2 separate regions of the Mus musculus genome follow, and region 2 is linked to region 1. The links are chromatin contacts, called in public HiChIP or PLAC-seq maps. All regions are on one chromosome and are shown on one strand. The core of a region is the stretch at or near the end of the contact, and the rest is flanking DNA. Distances in the headings are between cores, read along the strand shown. Region 1 overlaps Nrip1 (nuclear receptor interacting protein 1). Region 2 holds the start of Usp25 (ubiquitin specific peptidase 25).

What was found. HiChIP or PLAC-seq counts read pairs in DNA pulled down with a chosen protein or histone mark.
Region 2: a contact with region 1 is called in an H3K4me3 HiChIP or PLAC-seq map of bone marrow-derived macrophages, with 5 times the contacts expected there. The contact joins the promoter of Usp25 here to the enhancer-like site in region 1. A contact is called at or near these places in 2 of 39 promoter capture datasets (hematopoietic stem and progenitor cells and hippocampal neurons), 14 of 484 Hi-C or Micro-C datasets (CD4 T cells, CD8 T cells, DN3 thymocytes and 11 more) and 5 of 115 datasets of contacts at active chromatin or transcription factors (the 230-238 cell line, bone marrow-derived macrophages, large pre-B cells and 2 more).

The regions. Positions count from the first base shown.
Region 1 is chr16:76,355,596-76,360,298 of GRCm38.p6, reverse strand. All of the region lies in intron 1 of Nrip1 (nuclear receptor interacting protein 1), which reads left to right. Among named protein-coding and RNA genes, the nearest start is that of Nrip1, 15 kb to the left of the region's middle. Within about 2 kb of position 1,993, at least 32 of the 459 cell types and tissues checked have an H3K27ac peak or open chromatin away from gene starts, as enhancers often do. A contact at or near this core is called in adipose-derived mesenchymal stem cells and bone marrow-derived macrophages, where this site is marked.
Region 2 is chr16:77,011,286-77,015,988 of GRCm38.p6, reverse strand. It overlaps Usp25 (ubiquitin specific peptidase 25), which reads right to left and starts at 1,920. Exons shown (of 24, transcript NM_013918.2): 1 at 1,849-1,920. The coding sequence starts at 1,893.

The DNA of each region.
Region 1 (4,703 bases), core at 744-3,243:
CCCTTTAAAACTCCCTCCCTTCAGAGTAGAATTATTAGTGGGCTTGCACACATCTGAATGGCTCTGCTTCTGCAGACATACCTATTCCGTTTAATAGAAGGTTACCTTAAACCTTGAGGTTGAGAATTCGACGTAGTTAAGAATATTAATATAGATGTCAGTTTAAAAATAGGTCCTTTTGGCAGCAAACAAAATGGCAAAACGTTGGTTTTAATCCTTTGAAAGGGTAAAGCTAAGTTATCTTTATTTATTTTTATTCATAGTTACGCGAGTGTGTCTGTGTGAGTTTATCTGTAGCATGCGTGAAGGTCCCTGTGAGCCAGCGAGCCTCGGGTCCCCCGGAGCTGCAGTTTTCCCAGGTTGTGAGCTGTCAGATGCAGTGCTGGGACCAGAACTTGGGTCCTCTTTATAAGCAGGTTTAGCCACTAAGTCATCATCTCTCCAGCCCCACAAAACTAAACTTAACATGCCTCTGATCCAGTTGCTGTAGACACTTTACATTTTATGGCATTGATTGTGTTTTAATTGTTATGTTACAGTAAAAGCAATAAAGAAGGTTTTTTTTTTTTTTTTTTTGGTAGTGGTGTGAGGTATACGGAAGGAGAATGAGAAACAGGTTGCTATGTATAAAATGAGCATGCTAACTTGGACTGCGTTTGATTTAGCCTGCTGTGAAGTTCTAATATTTCTTGGTTCAGATTTTTGAGATTCTTGTAAGTGAACAGAAATCCATAATTACATGTGTAGAAAAAAGATCTATTCATATATATATATATATACACACACACACATATACATATATATATACAGACACACACAACACACACACATACACACACACACATATATATATGTATATATATATGTATATATATATATATATATATATGTGTGTGTGTGTGTATGAGCGGTATGTTTGTCTGGTGATTCTACATTTTGTAGCTCAAATTATTGGCTCAATCAAACTTGTCAATGGAACGTTAGAAAAACATTACCTTTCGGCATATTACCTTGGGGGTGTTGCAGTACTTGACATTCCTCTGTGACCATGGCGATATTGTTTCTAAAAAGCAAAAGAAGTGAGTCCAGAAGAGGAGGAATTCTTGGAGGAGAAAGGAAACATCACTTCTAAACTATATTGCAGTTGTGATTTATTGTGTTTCAGGAATATCTATCTATCTACCTTTCTATCCATCCATCCATCCATCCATTATCTATAACTTTTCCTAATAGATACTGAAAAGTAGTATTGTCTTCCTAATGCTGTAATGCTGACCATGGTAGTTTAGCTGTTAATCACAGACACCGTGGTGTTTGAGAGCCGTGGCAGAGCTGTGGAATGGGTGAGTCATTTGACGTTTTCTGAATTGTTCTTTTTATAAAATAAGGAGGTTGGTGGAACGGAGATGGGGTTCTTCTGTAAAAATCAGCATGGCTTCAGAAGGGAACTCATTTTTTTTTTCCTTTTAAATGCATTGAGTATCATGGTGCCCAGAACCTAAAGTTAAGATAATACCCCTTATGGTTTTTGGAGCTTGGCATTTAATATTTTACAGCAAAGTTTTTAGTGTAGCGTAATTGAACTTGTACTGGATAGGGTTAATAGGCTGGAACAAAAGGTCAGAGCATAAGGCATTAGGCTTAATTAAGGGCTAGCAGGAGTGGCAGGGGTGTGTGACAGTTAAATGGGTTTCCCACAGGCTGATGTCGGTTACAGTGCAACCCTGCCTCAACCTAAGCCGAGGGCAGCAGTGATTAGCAGTTTGACATGCCAGACACTTCTGGCCAATCCCATCTGATTTAGAGGTTAAAAAAGCACACCTTTATGAGCTGATGGATTGATTTGTGTGCCCGTCTGGGAAAGATTAGAAGTCCAAGGCCGATGCTGTAAATGTCAGTTATGGAAGATTGTACGCTCTTGGTTGGCTCAGTCCTTTAACCGTCGACTGTTTTATAATGGGGGATAACTGCTGTTTATGGAGCTGAATGCAAAAGGGGTGGGTGAGCAGGTGAGGCGGGAAGGGGAGTGTCTCCTTGACAAAATTACGATTTAACATAGTCCATAGCAGGTGCGTCTAACTGGAGTTCTCTTGACCTCGCCTTTCCAGTCGGCGTCATAGCTTTCTCTTGTGTTAACCTGAGCGACGTCGTCCGTCTAGAATTTCCTTTTTGCTTACAGAATTGTCAGGCGGCTTTCCTTGGGCACCTCTTTTGCAAGCAGAAGGGAGGCTTATCTCCATATCATTATATGTGTTTTACAAGGTGGAGAGAGAAATAAAAGAAGTCTCCACGTCCTGCTCACACGCTGTTCTTCGTTAGGAATGTATGGTCATTGAGAAATGAGAAAGTGGCTCAGAAGAAGAAGTTACTGTGCTCATGGCTTCTCAGAACATGTAAGCTCAGGGCTTGGTGGTGTGGGGAAGCAACAATGTTGCCCAGAGCCACCAAGAGGAGCTAGGGAGGAGACTGGGCTGGCGTTTATTGGGATTTCCATGGGACAAGCAATGAAGGGCTGGGCAGGGAAAGCAACTTTTAAGACTAGGGAGTCTTAAATGTAGCCATTTAATTCTAGGTAGTACAATGGCTAGGAACTAATGACCTACATCTTCTTATATATAACAATATGATCGCTGATATCATATAGTAGCTTGAGTTAGGTATAGGTTTGGACCTGGTATACAGGAATCATCTTCGTTTGCTTCAGTAGTGTGAAACAAGCAGAACGATATAGTTTGTGGGCCACATGGAGGGGGTGGAATCTTGATTGATCACTGTGCCTACCAGAGGCATGGTGGCATTGTGTCCTAGGCTGTTCCAGAGGGAAAGTCTTTCAGATAAATAGATCATTATGATGTTGAAGCATTGTGATCTACAGAAAAGGAAAAGGAAAATGTCAGAGCCCCATGCGGGCACGGTGGGTGGAGTTTGCTCCAGTCGTCTAAGCGTGTGATGCAGAATTGGCGTGTGCACCTTCTCGCTGCAGAGGCCGGCCAGAACTTCCGTGTAACTGGGTTATAGGCCCAGCCCCCTTTCTTCAACCCATGCTTCTCCACACGGAACGCAGAGACGAATGCACATTTAATATTCCATTTCTAAGTATGATCCAACACCCGGAGATCACTTTCCCTCATCTTCTTTTTCATTTTGTGTGATGTTTTTCTTTCCAGAAAGCTATGCTATACTGTTAAGATAATTGGTTTCCAGTTATACCAATATTTAACAATAAACGGTGGTCAAGTTGTGATTATAAACCTTGGCATCTATGTCTTGTAAATGTCCGAGGAGTGGGAAAATCCTGACATTTTGTGGCTGTTTTAGAACTTAGGATAATATCACAATCAATGTGCTAGGAGCTTAAACCACTGTCAGTGAGGTGGGCTTTGAAGAAGTGTCGAGAGAAACAATGTGGCCTTTTTATTAGAAAACAAAAATGCCACTGGAAGTGTTAGTGCAAATAAAAAGATGTAGCAAAGTCCACTGGAAGCAGTGCTGGGAGTTTGAACTCAGCCTCACACCCGTTCTGGTTAAAAAAGAGAGAGAGAGAGAAATTCCTCTTGTAAAGCTAAAAATTGACCTTGAATTGTATTTCAAAACGAAGCTCATCCAAAGCAAATTAATTTATATATACAAATAAAGCCTTCTAATTTATTACTTTAAAAGGACACAGTGGGGGTAGGGAGGAGGCTCAGTCAGCAAGGCGCTTGCCGTGTAAGCATGAGAACAAGGAGTCAGATGCTTAGAACCTGCAGTCTTTTAACACTTGGGCTGTGGACGCAGGGCCCAGCTAGACCAGCACGATGGGCTGGTGCGCTCCACCTTCAGGCAGAGCCTCTGTCTCAGAACATGCGATGGACACCCAGCCTCAGCTTCTGACCTCCACAGGCGTGAGCATCCAGAAAAAGAGAAGGTGACGTATGTGATCTGATGCTATTGGAGCGAGTTAGACATACAGCGTGGTAGGTGTGCACTCAACCCATCCCAGTTCTTCCTAGAGGATCCTAGGTTGCAGTGGGCTGGGCCCCATGCCATCAGAGGTGTTAGCGCAATGGAAAGCTGTAGGGAAGTCCATAGGAAGCCGTGCTGGGAGTTTGAGTTCAGCATCATACTCCTTCTGATCAAAAACTATGTGCGAGAATTTCCTCTTATAGAGCTAAACATGTTTTCACTTCTCTACAGAGAGAAGGTGACGAAGCACGGCTTTTGTAGTGTCGTTTCTCTTCCCCTAAGTCATTTTTATATTGCAAAAGGTTGGTTTAGGTGGCATAGTGTCAAAGGGTTTGCTTAGTAAATTAAATATAGGAGACTTGACTGAGAGAAGCATTTTGGGACAGTTTCCTGGGATAGTACATTAAACCCCAAACAAACAAACATTTGATGCTTTATGTTGGTGCTAATATATCTAATGTATATATTAGCTATATAATATATATTATATCTATAGATAATAAAAGAATCTAATATATCTATATATACCTATCTATCTATCTATCTATCTATCTATCTATCTATCTATCTATTCGTATTTTACAGCCCATCTGTGTAGTTTACTTTCCTTTCTTTAGGTGAATTAAAGTGTTGTGGTATCTAATTTATTTTAGACTTGCATTTTATTATGGTAGAGGAACTGTTTTATAGGGTTGTTGTTTCAGTGTATCTTGATACGTTTTGGCGTTTGAAGAGTACTCCTTGTGCCCTGTCATTTA
Region 2 (4,703 bases), core at 671-3,170, 660 kb before region 1:
GGTAGAGTTCTTGGCTAGCATGATGAGGCCCTAGGTTCAGTCCCCAACACCATTAAAAGTAAATATTCTGGGTGTACAAAAATATATGATGTTGCTCTAAAAGCATTCACCAATTATCAGTGAAATGATTTAACATACTCAACACATGCTAAAAACAGCATCACAATGTTAATATTTTGAATTAGAGAATATTCTCTTAGGGGAGAGGAGGCTTATTAAGCATGAATATTGGACTAGAAAACAAAGTTAACTTTCAGTAATTTGATTCTTGATTCTACAGACTTATGTATACAGTTCTGAGCCATCAAGGTAGTTATCTGACTATGCAAAGAAGTGGTTTAGTCAAAACGAAAGACAAAACCCATAAAGTCCTTGCAATCTTGAAGTTTAAGAGAAGCAAAAAAGACAGCAACTTTTCCCACTTTGAGATAAAGACGTTTTAAAATGCAAAATGAGTATAAAGAAAATGCTACTGAGCCTATTGCTTAACATGCCAAAGATCCCATGACCTTCCAACCAAAACTACAGCACACATTCAACATCAACATCTAAAGATTATAGTGTTCTAGGAACAACATACAGAATTGGGAGGCCAACTGTTTTCTTCGTTATTGTTATTCAGTCTTGAATTCTTCTGCCACATTACAAACTACATCACAGTTCACCATAATCGTCTCAATGTGCAAGAAGCATAGACTAAAATAGGCTCCAAAACCAACTTTAACCAAAGTGTCTAAAATAACAATGCACTATCCCTACTTTCCAACATTCTCTGACATCTTTGGTTATCTCAAGGAACATAAAATGCTAAAACTATTTTAATGACAAAAAGAAAAAAACGGGGGGGGGGGGCTGTTTGAAGGTATTGGTCTATTTTTTAGTACAACAGGCCTCACTTTAAAGACAAGCACAGGTAGGCTTTACAGCAAGTACCTAGTGTCAAAACTACAGCAGGGTGTGGCATCCATTACTCACACCGATGAGCCAAAGGAGGCTCTGGCTGTTCACTGTATACCTAATTGCTCCTACAATTAGAATTCAACTAAGCCAACATTTCCCCGGTGCTCAAAATGCTTTTCACACCAATAAGGGGGGAGGGGGGAGGGCAGAACAAGTAATGACCGTCTGCTCTTCAGGACATGGAGCAAGCTATGCTGGAGCTTTTAAAGATTCTTAAAGTAAAACCTAGAACTAGCAAGATACTGTTCGAGAAACAATATGTGATGACCCCCCTAACTCTGCGTGAAACTGATGCTAGAGTAAAGAACGAACAAGAGAGCAAGGTCAAACTTAGGGGACAAAAGATTTGAGTAACAGCCATAAAGGTCTCCTTACGCGCGAGATACTTTCTAGATCCAAGAGAGAATAAAATAAAGAAAAGAAAGAATAACCAACCAAACACTCTACTTGTACAGATTCCACCCTGGGTCGATGCGATGTACCTGCCCTGGAAGACAGGTAATTCGTTTTGGGGAGGTCCGGTTTTTTTTTCCCCAGAACAGCAGGCCTGGCACAATAAGACCTCCGAAAGAGAAACTGTCCAAAAGGGGTGACAAGTGACATTCTTGCAGAAGAAAAGGGACTGGAAAAGGAAGCGAAGGAGAAGAAAGTTTAATTACAAAGCCTGGCAGAGTGAGTACTGGAGGAATGCGGGGGTCACTCTGGGGACGCGGCGCCGTCGGTTCTGGGAGAGCAATCCGCAGAAGGGAGTGGACGCGAAGCCTCTCACTACTGCACACCCCGCTCCGCACGCAGCCCCGCGGGACCGAGCGCGACGCTCCCGGAGTGGCCCGGCCGGCCGGGAGGCCACGCGGCCCGTCGAGGAGCGGCGACCAGCCCGCGCCTCACCTTCTGCGCCGCGCTCTGCTGCAGCACATTCTGCTCCACGGTCATGGCCCCCGCGGCGGCCCCGCCTGTCGCGCTCTACCGGGCCCGGGGCAGCGACGCGGACGGCCCGGGAGGACGGCGCCCCCGCCAGCCGGGCGCGAAGGCGATGGCGGCGGGCGAACGCGGGCCCCGCGGGCAAGCGGCGAGACGCTACCGGAGAGCGCCACCGCGGCCGCCTCAGGTCCTCTGCGCCCCGATCCTCAGCGCCGCTGAGCCGCGGCGGCCCGGCCCATGGGCGCAGGCGACGGAGAGCACGATCAAGCCGGGCCGCGTCACGCGTTCGCACTCAGCTTCGCCTGACCGCTCCGGGGGGACCACTGCGGGCCGGCGGCAAGCGGACGGAGGGAGCGGCCACCCGGAATGGCGCTGTCCTCCGGCCGCCGCGACTCCGCCTCCAGCCCCTCCCTCGCCGCGGTCACCGCCCCCGCCCCGCCCTCCTGCCCCGCCCCCGCTCTGCCCCGCCCCACCCGTCCTAACCCTACATTGTGACCCGCGGGAGCGGAAGGAGGGGCTGTGTTGCTGCCCCGCCCCCTGGTGGGCCCCGCCCTCCGTCTAAGCTCCTCTCAGCGCGCGGGCTGGACGGCCAGAACCGCCCATCCTGCAGGTTACTGTGCACCATTTAAGGCTCTTGCTAAACTCTGACATTGCGACCCCCCGACCCCCAGTCGAGGCTAGAGCCATAGGACGGTATACCAGATCACCTTCCTGTCTAACGGTCTCCAAAACAATCAACGTCCTTCCATACCTGTAATGTCCCAAAACCTGGGCGGGCCCAGAACTCCAGCTATTTCCTATGTCACCCAAGCCTTTCTAGGAATTTCACAAGCCATGAACCTGCTGGAAGAAAAAAGTCAAATAAGCAGAACGCTGTTAGAAGTCCTTCTGGACTGTACTTTTCTCAACTATTCGTTACATACATCAGGACTGACATTCTGTGTTTATTTCATGCACTGGAATGTGTGACAGTCACTGCTAGACTGGGGATTTAAGGTTTATTTACTGAAGAGAATCTAAATGAATAGACATAAGGCAAACAACATTATGAAAGAATCACTGCCTAGATGATGCATAATTCTAATATCCCTGTTGCCAAATTAAACAAACGATTAACTACCGTATGTGGAATAGTCTACTGTAAACGGAATTGGAGGAAAAGCCTAACAGTAAGTAAGAAACCTGGAAGTAAAATATCTTCAATTGCACCAGCTAAACTAGGGACAGAGTAAGACCGAGACCCAGGGGAGGGTAGATTAATGAGCACAGGGTTACAAATACAATAATACAGTGCACATACAAGTTAGACTGTAATTTAATCCACGGCAAGAAAAGCAGGCTTGGTAAAGAATCCAAGAAATACCAGGTCTTATATCATCATAATAACTCGGAAAAAGTCTTGTAATAACTCTTTGTACTTTATAACCACATCTAATCTTCCTTTGGGATGTCTTCAACCCTCTTTTGTGATTCCTTCCTTGTATTTGTCATGTTCGTTTGACAAATTTTAAATTTTGACTTCATTCATGGTCCTAAATCCTTGACTACAAAGGTTGTGAAATGATTGGAGGTGAGGAATTTTATGGATACTGCAAGAATTCCAGAGCACATGCTGTTTATGAGAACACAGACCCGGAGAGCACGTGTCTGAGAATGGACCTCAGAGCTACGTTTCCACAGTTAGAGACCTCAGCGCTGTAACTTCTCATTCACAGAGTAGCTTTGTGATTCTCCACAGGGGAGAGAGTTTTACAAGGTCATTTTCTTCCATTCAAAAGTACAAAAATTACCTGAGATTTGAGATACTGCTCACTAGTAGTAAGCATGGAAGCACATAGCTACACATTTGATCTTCAGGACCACTGCTTTTAAAAAGTTAAAAATTAATGTGAAAAAACTATTACAATGGTTTTTTTTTAAATCTATTGCCAGATATTCAACTTTAACTTCAGGAATTTGGTAGTACAATAATTCCCCAGAGTTTCATTATTTAGTCTTAGTTTTAAAATCTTTAGTACCTACCTAGTAGATAAAAGTTTAATAGCCCACCTAGAGATTTAATTTCCAGCTCATTTCTGAAGATTTCTTACTCATTCAATGATTTTTGGCACACTGTCAATTGTCCAAGTATATGATTTTGAGATAACTTATTTGTAGGTTAACTTATATGTGTTTCTTTTTTAAAAAGATTGTAATTGGAATAATTGGAGAGCAGAAATTTGTGAATTAACATAAATTAGTACAAAAGCCCGTTTTTGAGAATTTGCGTATCTGTCAGCTTTGCTGCTCATGTATTTAGACCTTTGTCGTGTATTTAGAGGCTTTGAAAGACCTGGTAGCTGGAACTGTAGAGTCACAGAATATTGCATATGAACTCGTACCCTACTACATTACATGATTGATATTCGGTGAAAAATTATATGAAATACAAATCAAGTGTTTACTCATGATATAATCTGAGGATTTCTCAGGGCATACTGACTTAAGGTCCACGGTGACAGGATTGGGAATTGAGGCCTCAGGAAAGGTGAATAAGGTATAAAAATTCTACCATCGTGAATTAATTAATAATGAGTGAATATCAAAAGAGTATTATGAACAAACAAAATCCTTCCTCTCTTGTCACATCTTGTGCACGCGCGTCTCACACACATACACACACCTTCTGCCATGTGTGGTGCATCACAAAGGTCCTTGGTAGATGTAGGCTGAGCCCTGCATCCTAGACTACTTACACACTGGGACTATAAACCAAGAAATCTGGCATAGAATTAATGCACCAGTCTTTGGTACTCTACTTTGTGAGCATCAAATAAGCTAAG